Linked DNA regions of Mus musculus: regions 1 and 3 are each linked to region 2. The links are chromatin contacts, called in public Hi-C and promoter capture Hi-C maps. All regions are on one chromosome and are shown on one strand. The core of a region is the stretch at or near the end of the contact, and the rest is flanking DNA. Distances in the headings are between cores, read along the strand shown.

Evidence for each region. Promoter capture Hi-C pulls out the DNA fragments that hold promoters and counts their contacts. A called contact is a pair of places that touch in the nucleus more often than the background predicts.
Region 1: a promoter capture Hi-C map of hippocampal neurons shows a contact between it and region 2, with 2.5 times the contacts expected there. The contact joins the enhancer-like site here to the promoter of Tcf20 in region 2. A contact is called at or near these places in 3 of 39 promoter capture datasets (the C10 cell line, hippocampal neurons and liver), 8 of 484 Hi-C or Micro-C datasets (the AML12 cell line, CD8 T cells, bone marrow and 3 more), 5 of 115 datasets of contacts at active chromatin or transcription factors (SST interneurons, cardiomyocytes, embryonic stem cells and 1 more) and 3 of 9 other capture datasets (adipose tissue, liver and pancreatic islet).
Region 3: a contact with region 2 is called in a Hi-C map of cerebral cortex, with 1.6 times the contacts expected there. The contact joins the enhancer-like site here to the promoter of Tcf20 in region 2. A contact is called at or near these places in 3 of 39 promoter capture datasets (the 3T3-L1 cell line, hippocampal neurons and macrophages), 12 of 484 Hi-C or Micro-C datasets (the MNK3 cell line, the MPC-11 cell line, brown adipocytes and 8 more), 6 of 115 datasets of contacts at active chromatin or transcription factors (bone marrow-derived macrophages, craniofacial prominence, embryonic basal ganglia and 2 more) and 3 of 9 other capture datasets (adipose tissue, liver and pancreatic islet).

Annotation. Positions count from the first base shown.
Region 1 is chr15:82,855,868-82,858,567 of GRCm38.p6, reverse strand. It overlaps Tcf20 (transcription factor 20), which reads left to right. Exons shown (of 5, transcript NM_013836.3): 2 at 1,284-2,700. The coding sequence starts at 1,320. Among named protein-coding and RNA genes, the nearest start is that of Tbrg3, 41 kb to the left of the region's middle. Within about 2 kb of position 1,352, at least 49 of the 459 cell types and tissues checked have an H3K27ac peak or open chromatin away from gene starts, as enhancers often do. A contact at or near this core is called in SST interneurons and hippocampal neurons, where this site is marked.
Region 2 is chr15:82,910,766-82,913,465 of GRCm38.p6, reverse strand. Tcf20 (transcription factor 20) reads left to right here and starts at 1,332. Exons shown (of 5, transcript NM_013836.3): 1 at 1,332-1,480.
Region 3 is chr15:82,967,210-82,969,909 of GRCm38.p6, reverse strand. It overlaps a transcript of Tcf20 not described here. Among named protein-coding and RNA genes, the nearest start is that of Mir3080, 9.3 kb to the right of the region's middle. Within about 2 kb of position 1,324, at least 86 of the 459 cell types and tissues checked have an H3K27ac peak or open chromatin away from gene starts, as enhancers often do. A contact at or near this core is called in the MNK3 cell line, cerebral cortex, cortical neurons and 1 more, where this site is marked.

The sequences.
Region 1 (2,700 bases), core at 103-2,602, 55 kb after region 2:
CCTTGTCTTAATTGTTGTGGGTTTTGTACTAATGCATTAAACATTTTCCCAGAATCAAAACTCATGACCTGTTACTGTATCCTCTACCTGGAGTCATACTCTCCTGTAGTGTAACAGACAACACAAATAACCTAATGACAATGTCAGAAAGGTGGGACTACATCAGGTGGGGAATGGCAGGATTCTACTTCCATGGAGACATCCCAGCAGAAAGTTTTTTCCTGAGGCATCGAGGGTTCTTTAAAGAACTGGGTGCTGGGCTGGAGAGATAGCTCATCAGTTAAGAGCACTGACTGCTCTCCCAGAGGTCCTGAGTTCAATTCCCAACAACAACATAGTGGCTCACAACCATCTGTAATGGGATCTGACGCCCTCTTCTGGAGTGTCTGAAGACAGCTACAGTGTACTCATATTAAATCAATCAATCAATCAATCAATCTTAAAAAAAAACAAAACAAAACCAAAAACCGAATGCATTGGAGAGAATAATGCTCTTAGATGATGACAGAAAGACAACAAAAGTTAATACTAGTTTTCAATAAAAGTGAGGTCACCAGCTTTCCAAACCAGGCTGGAGAGAACAGTCCACAACTGGGACTGGAATGTGTAGACTCAAAGTCCTGGACCTTATAACTACTCTTTTGTGGTCTCTTGCTCTTGGTGGCTCTGAATTAGGTGGTCAAGAGAGGTACTTTGAAGACAATTTTATGTCAAGAAGCAGTCAGATCTGACTTATAGGTGACTACAGTATAAGGAATCCATAGTAATACCAAGTTGAGTGTCCCAGAGTCACTAGTCACCATAAGCAGGCGATTTTGAGGAACTAGCTTTGGTTCTCAGGATGGGTCTTTGTCTTGGAGTGATTGGAGTAGTCTTGGACACCTCCTGAAACAACTGCTCCGTCATTATCTGAGGCTCCTCAGCTTAAATTAAAAGAGCTTTTGTCACCCCACAGTAACTAAAGATTTATTTAAAAAATGTCTTTGTTTGTAATAACATTCCAATATTTACTCCAGTTGAATTTGTAAGACTCATTTATCTAATGAAGTTTTTAAAGACTATATTGAATGTGTTTGTGTATTCCTAGTATTTTCTTTGTTGTATTACAGATTCCTTCATTCTTTAGACCATTTATCTGCTTACTTGCATTATTAGAAATTGATAGAAAAAGGAGATGGAATTTAAGCAATCAGCTTTATCTGGTCACTGAGTTATTTATCTAGGCTTGATCTTTGTGTCAAGCAGATGCATGTCTCATGCTTTTTCTTTTTTTCCCTTTCTAGGAGGGCTGCTGGCCTGCTGCTGTGCTGCTGAACAGTATGCAGTCGTTTCGGGAGCAAAGCAGTTACCACGGAAACCAGCAGAGCTACCCACAGGAGGTGCACAGCTCATCCCGCATAGAAGAGTTCAGCCCTCGCCAGGCCCAGATGTTCCAGAATTTTGGGGGAGCAGGTGGTGGTAGTAGTGGCACTGGCAGCAGCAGTAGCGGTCGACGAGGAACAGCTGCTGCAGCGGCAGCAATGGCTAGTGAGACCTCTGGCCATCAAGGCTATCAGGGTTTCAGGAAAGAAGCTGGAGATTTTTACTACATGGCAGGCAACAAAGACACAGTGGCAGCAGGAACCCCACAGCCTCCTCAGCGAAGGCCTTCTGGGCCTGTACAGAGCTATGGACCTCCCCAGGGGAGCAGCTTTGGCAATCAGTATGCGAGTGAGGGTCATGTGAGCCAATTTCAAGCACAGCACTCTGCCCTTGGTGGTGTGTCTCATTATCAGCAGGATTACACAGGGCCTTTCTCTCCTGGGAGTGCTCAGTATCAACAGCAGGCCTCTAGCCAACAACAGCAGCAGCAGCAGCAGCAGCAACAGCAGCAGCAGCAGCAACAGCAGCAGCAAGTACAGCAGTTGAGACAACAGCTTTACCAATCCCATCAGCCTCTGCCACAAACCACTGGACAGCCAGCCTCTGGCTCATCGCATCTACAACCAATGCAGCGGCCCTCAACTCTGCCATCTTCTGCTGGTTATCAGTTAAGAGTAGGTCAGTTTGGACAGCACTACCAGTCTTCTGCTTCCTCCTCTTCCTCCTCCTCCTTCCCTTCTCCACAGCGTTTCAGTCAGTCTGGACAAAGCTATGATGGCAGTTACAGTGTGAATGCTGGATCTCAGTATGAAGGGCATAATGTGGGTTCTAATGCACAGGCTTATGGAACACAATCAAATTATAGCTATCAACCTCAGTCTATGAAAAATTTTGAACAGGCAAAGATTCCACCAGGAAACCAGCAGGGGCAGCAGCAGCAACAGCAGCAACCACAACCTCAGCAACAGCAGCCGCAGCAACAGCAGCAACAGCAGCAGCAGCAGCAACATCCTCCCCAGCATGTGATGCAGTACACAAATGCTGCCACCAAGATGCCTCTGCAAAGCCAGGTTGGGCAGTACAACCAGCCTGAGGTTCCTGTAAGGTCTCCCATGCAGTTCCACCAGAATTTCAGCCCTATTTCTAACCCTTCTCCAGCTGCTTCTGTGGTTCAGTCTCCAAGCTGTAGCTCTACACCTTCTCCTCTCATGCAGAGTGGTGAGAATCTCCAGTGTGGGCAAGGCAATGTGCCCATGAGTTCCAGAAACCGAATTTTACAGCTAATGCCCCAGCTCAGTCCAACTCCATCAATGATGCCCAGTCCTAACTCTCATGCTG
Region 2 (2,700 bases), core at 83-2,582:
GAGAAATGTCAGGAGGAATGGAAATAGTTTTTAGATGTTAAGAAGAAGGTAATTGGGGCTTGGGACCTGACACTCAGTAGGCTGTCACCAAACATCATCAAAGAAGCTCAGATGCCTATGTGTGCCGAGAGTACCCAGCAGGCATCCCAGATGTCCTGTGGCACAGGGTATGGAGCTGTTCTGGAGTTGGTGGACCGGGCCTGCAGGGTTCTATTGGGGCTACTGCCAAAAAGGAGCAGAAGTAGACATTTGGACAGTGGAGGCCTCAGTAGGCTAAGGCTTGCCTAAGCGGGAGGTTCACGATGATGACATGATGTCCATGACGCTGTAAGCCAGAGACAGGACTGTGGTTCCCTGTACCAGGGGCTGGAGCCCCTGGGGGCCACTTTCTGGCCCTTAGTCTTCCTTTCTGAATGTGAAGAAGGGTACTTACTTCTCAGGCATTGTCATGGGGTTGAATAGAGGGACTGTGATTTACCTAGTAGTAGGTCTGTACATAGTAGGGGCTTAATTGCTCGGAGCTAGTCCACCTACTTGGACAGTAAGAGGCAGAGGTGCAGTTGGAGGACAACCTCCCTTCTGCTGCCATCCCTGACTGGGGAGCTTGGAACTGCTCTCTCCTGCTACTGACGCCCACTTTGTGTGAGTGTGTGTTGTCCTAGGTATGCCTGCCACCCCCCAATAGCCTGGGAAATCTCAAGATGCTAAAGGCTGCCCAGCTGGCTCTCCAGCCTCTGTGCTAGCCCTCTCTGCCTCCTTAGTGACTCCTGGCTCCCAAGTGTGGCTGTCTTCCTGCTGTGTAGTCTCAGGAAGGTTCTCCCCTCTCTGAGCTCACCAGGTACAATGGAATCCTCTTTGGCCTTTGTGAGCACTATCCAGGTGCAGATGCCAGTCACCAGTGCACAGTAGCCATACTGTGAGTAAGTAGGCATTCTTACCTTCAGCCCTTGATCTAAGCTTTGATTCCCCACCTGCGGTGGGCATTGGCTCTTTTTAAGCCATCCACTCTGGGGCCAATTATAAATAGACACATAATCGCCCCTATCTATAGAGATAAAACGTATTCTTTAGAGATGAGCCACACGCCCCTCCCCTTACCCCCCCCCCCCCCAACACTGGCACTAGCTCTCTGCAGTTAAGGGCGAAGGAGGGATCTGGTACTCCTCTCCCTCACCCATTCCTCCTCCCTGCTGCTCCTCCATCTCCACCCTGCAGAGGTGTGATCCGGCAGGGGCCGTGATGTCAGAGGCTCAGCTGATGTCACCGCCCCGGCCCTGTGACTTCACTTGCTTGCTTGGGCAGGAGGAGCTGTGAAGAGGCTGAGACTGAGAGGAGAAACTGCCCCCTTTCCTTTTTCTTCCCGGTTTCTCGCTTTCCCTTCCTCCCTGCCTCCGCGGGGGGTTGTTTTCCTGCCGGCCTGCATGCTGTGGGCTGTCAAGGGGTTTGGGGGCAAGTGCCAGGGGAGGATGCAGCTGCAAAGGTAACGGTGCGCGGGGCCTCTCCCACGGTCGCGAAAGTTTGCTCTGGCGTGTGAGGCGTGCCCGCTGGGCGCTGCGCCGCGCCTGCCCCAGGCTCCCCGGGGGCGTGCAGGGGCCACCGGGCCAGGGACAGTCCAGGCAGAGGCCTCCTGGGCGGCCTTCACTGCCTTGTCCCCATCAAAGGCCGCAGCTGCTCGAGTGGCGGCTGCAGCTTTGAAACTGCCATAAAGAGCGATGGAGGGAGGGGAGCGCGGGGGATGCTCAGAGCAGTGCCCAGGAGGGCGGCCGCGAGAGGAGGGGTGGTCGGGGCTGTTGGTCGAGTGCAGCCGCAGCAGCAGGGGCGTGAAGGGCAAGGCCCCGGGTCAGGATCTCAGGGGCCAGATCCTTGTTACTGTCTCTGTCCCCTCTGGTCCAGCCGCCCTCTGTGGCCGGGACCCCAGCAGTGAGGTGCAGAAAGCTTTAGGAGGGGGCAGGGGCTGACTCCCCCTATTATTTCCTGACATATTCTTCCACCTCCAGCAGGCCATTTGTCAGTGGTAATGCGGGACAAAGGAGGGGGCAGTGGGTGGTCTGCTGCGAGTTGGGCGACGGGCATAGATAGAGCACAGGCCGAGGAGAAACGCCAACAATTAGGAGGCAGATCCAGAGCTTCGCTCATTCAGTCTATCGAGGGAGCCGTCATTTTGTGTTAGCGTGTGTGTCTGAGGTGGGAGGAGGCAGAGAGGGGAGAATGACAGGAGAAGGATTATGACATTGTGTTGTCTCTGTTTGTGGTAAATGCAAATTTGGCACCAGTGGTTTCCTGGGAAAAGCAGAGGCAAGTGACCCAGGCCAAGGCCTTGGCCCAGACCCACCAAGGTGGGCGGCGGTTTTGGGATTTTATTTGTTCCTCCCTTTTTTTTTTGTCTGGTGTGTGCTTCTTCCATTTATTTTACAGTGAAGAGCTGGAGATAGACAGGCCGGCATGGCGGGAGGAGTCCCCTCTTCCCTAGTTTTTCCAGTCCCTCCTCATTCCATAGGAGGCTCAGGCACCTCCCCTGCCTCCAAGTCTTTGCCCCAGGTCATCTGTTTTGCTCTTTGGCCCCCTGCCCCAGGCCAGAGTCACACTTAGTTCCTCCCTTAGCCTAGGTGGCCTGAGATCTCTGAAGGCTGCTTCTGCCCACAGCTGCTTACTGCAAGTGACCAGAGACAGCCCCCCAACCAAGACTATGACGGGACTGTG
Region 3 (2,700 bases), core at 75-2,574, 56 kb before region 2:
TCTATCTCTAGCTTCCCTGCTTCTTCCCCAGATATCTCCTGGCCAAGACTTCCAGGGCTACCGTGTCCCCGCCCTGCCGCTCTCCCAGGCCTGTGAAGGCTGGGGATGGGAGAAACTGCCTCCTTTCAAGAGGCCTCAGAGCCGATGCCACCTGCTCTCTGACTGCCATGACACACCACAGCCACCACTCTGTTAGATCAGCTGACCCCCCCCCCCGCACCCCCTGCAGCCCAGAGGCCAAGGCCAAGGCCTCCCAGGAGTTAGCCACCAAGAGAAGAGGCCCAGGAAGGAAGCCTGCCAGGGCAACCGCAGCGGGTGGGTCAGGCCCTCCCTCTCCTTGCTTAGTTAAACTTTCCTGAACTTTCCACAGTTTGTAAGCTGAGCTTCTCTAACTTTGAGAACCTAGGGAAATGTAAGAAAACACCACCCCCACCCCCAGCCCCCCAACCACAGCCACTGGCTGATTCTGCTCAGGCATTTGGGATAATTTTTTTCTCTCTCTGTGTGGTTACTCAGGGCTAGGAGCCCATCTGTAAACACAGGGCCTTGCTGCCTCTTTCTTGTGGTTTGTCATCAGTTTGGGCTGACTGTCCCCGTGCGTCCTGACTGTGGTTCTGTGGCTCGTCAGGAGGCATCCTTTCTGTGTTGTCTGGGTCACCTCACTGCAGGAGGACACAGCTGCTGCCCTCTAGGCACAAGGAACTGAGTGGAAACAGGACTTGATTAGAGCAGAGGGAGACTCAGGTGCAGTTAGGGGTTCAAGGAGCCACTTCTGGATTTTGGGGGGGTGTTAACATATAGAGAACTCCGAATTGTCTTTTGAGAAAGGTTAGGAGTCTTAACAGGGCAGCAGGACAGTCCCAGACAGAGAACAGCATGGGAGGGGGCTCCTGTCACTGGAGAGATCTGCTAAGAGGACCTTACAGCCAGCCACAGAGTCACACTGAGGACAGCTATCCAGGGATGGAGAAAGTAGCGGGTGAGAGAAGAGCCAGCTACGGCCAGCTAACCCTGGCTCCCCAACAGAAAAATTTTTATGGCTCCGCTACATTTACAATGATGCTCCCAAGAGCTAAGCCTCCAGGTCTCCTGTAGTGTTTCCTGGCCTCCCGGCCCACCAGCCTCTGTCCTCCAGATCCCGTGGCTGCTGGCCCCTCTCCCAAGAGAGCTTCTGGGTTGAGACGGCACAGTCTGCTTTTGTAGGATTGGGCCTCGGGCGGGCGGGCTTGCTCCTCTCTCCCGCAGCGCCCCAGCTGGGCCTGCCACCCGCCACCTGCCACCCGCCCACGTGGATCCCCCCTCTGCCCCTGCTGGCGCCGAGGAGGCTTTGGCAGACTCTGGGCCCTGAGGCCTCTCTGCTCAGTGATTACGCGGCAGCCGGTGGGCTCCGGAGCCAGAGCGAGAGATTTATTGTGGTTTTTAGGGGGCGTTTAGGAGCCGACGTGATAATGTCTGTGAACGCACTTTGTAAACTGTAGCGGGGGAGTGCCATGCGCACGCGAGGGGCGGGGAGCTCAGCCCCCACATGACATCCTGGGGCTTAGCTGAGAAGCCCCTCCCTCCAATTTAGAGGGTGGGTGGGCTGGAGAAGTCCTACTAGGCTCTACTAGAAGGGGGAATTCTAGGTTACATCTGAGGGAGCATTAGACTCGCAGGAGCCTCTCTGTGTCACCAAACAGCAAAAGAATGAGCAGTGAGCCAGAAAACTGCCCAAGTTCTCCCTGCTGGTCCAAGAAGCCCCGTTGCACTGGGGAGTAGCTTCCTGACTACTGAGTGGGAGGGAAGCCCCTGAGGTGCCCTTCCTCAGTTCTGCTGCTGCAGGGTGGGGGTTGGGGTTGGGTTAACAGCCCAAGCGGGCTGTCTCCTAGGAGGGGGAGCTGCACACAGGCATTGGAGCATCGCCATTCCACCCTGCGCACTTAATGTCACCACCTGAGGATTGTTTTAAGAGTTACTCGTTTTTATTGTGCGCGCGTGTACGGCATGCACGAGGCACGATTGCCTGAAATGTGTGTATGAGCACGAAGTGGGTGTAGATGCCCCCAAGGCTAACAGAAGGTGTCAGATGCCCCGGAGTTGCCCAGTCCCAGGAACTGAATCTTGGCCATATGCAAGAGCAGCATGCACTCTTAACCTCCAAGCCATCTTTCCAGGCCTTATCTGGAGATTCTTATCCCATTGTGAATATTCACTGAGCACCTTCTATGTGCTTGGCACTGTTTTGCACACTGTGGAGGTACAGTTAGTATAGCAGGAATCAAGACATTCTGAAGTAAGGCATAGTGGCCTAGCTCTGTAATTCTAGCACTTGGGAGGCAGAGGCAGGAGGATGAAGAGTTCAAAGTCATCTTTGGCAACAGAGCAAGTTCAAAGCCAACCCGGGAGATATGAGACCCTGTGTCAAATGAACCCCAAACAACAAAAGGAGGGGTATACCTGAACCCTTATACTCCTGGATTTGGGGGGAAAAGGGTGGAAGTAGATGATACACAGTTCAATAATTAATGCTATAAGTAACGATTGTTATTTTAGAGACCATAAAATGGGCTGGAGAGATGGCTCAGCGGTTAAAAGCACAGAGTGCTCTTCCACAGGACCTGAGATCAATTCCCAGCAACCACATAGCAGCCGATGACAGTCTGTAGTAACTCCAGTTCCAGAGAACCTGGCTCACTCACATAGACATGCAGGCAGACCAGT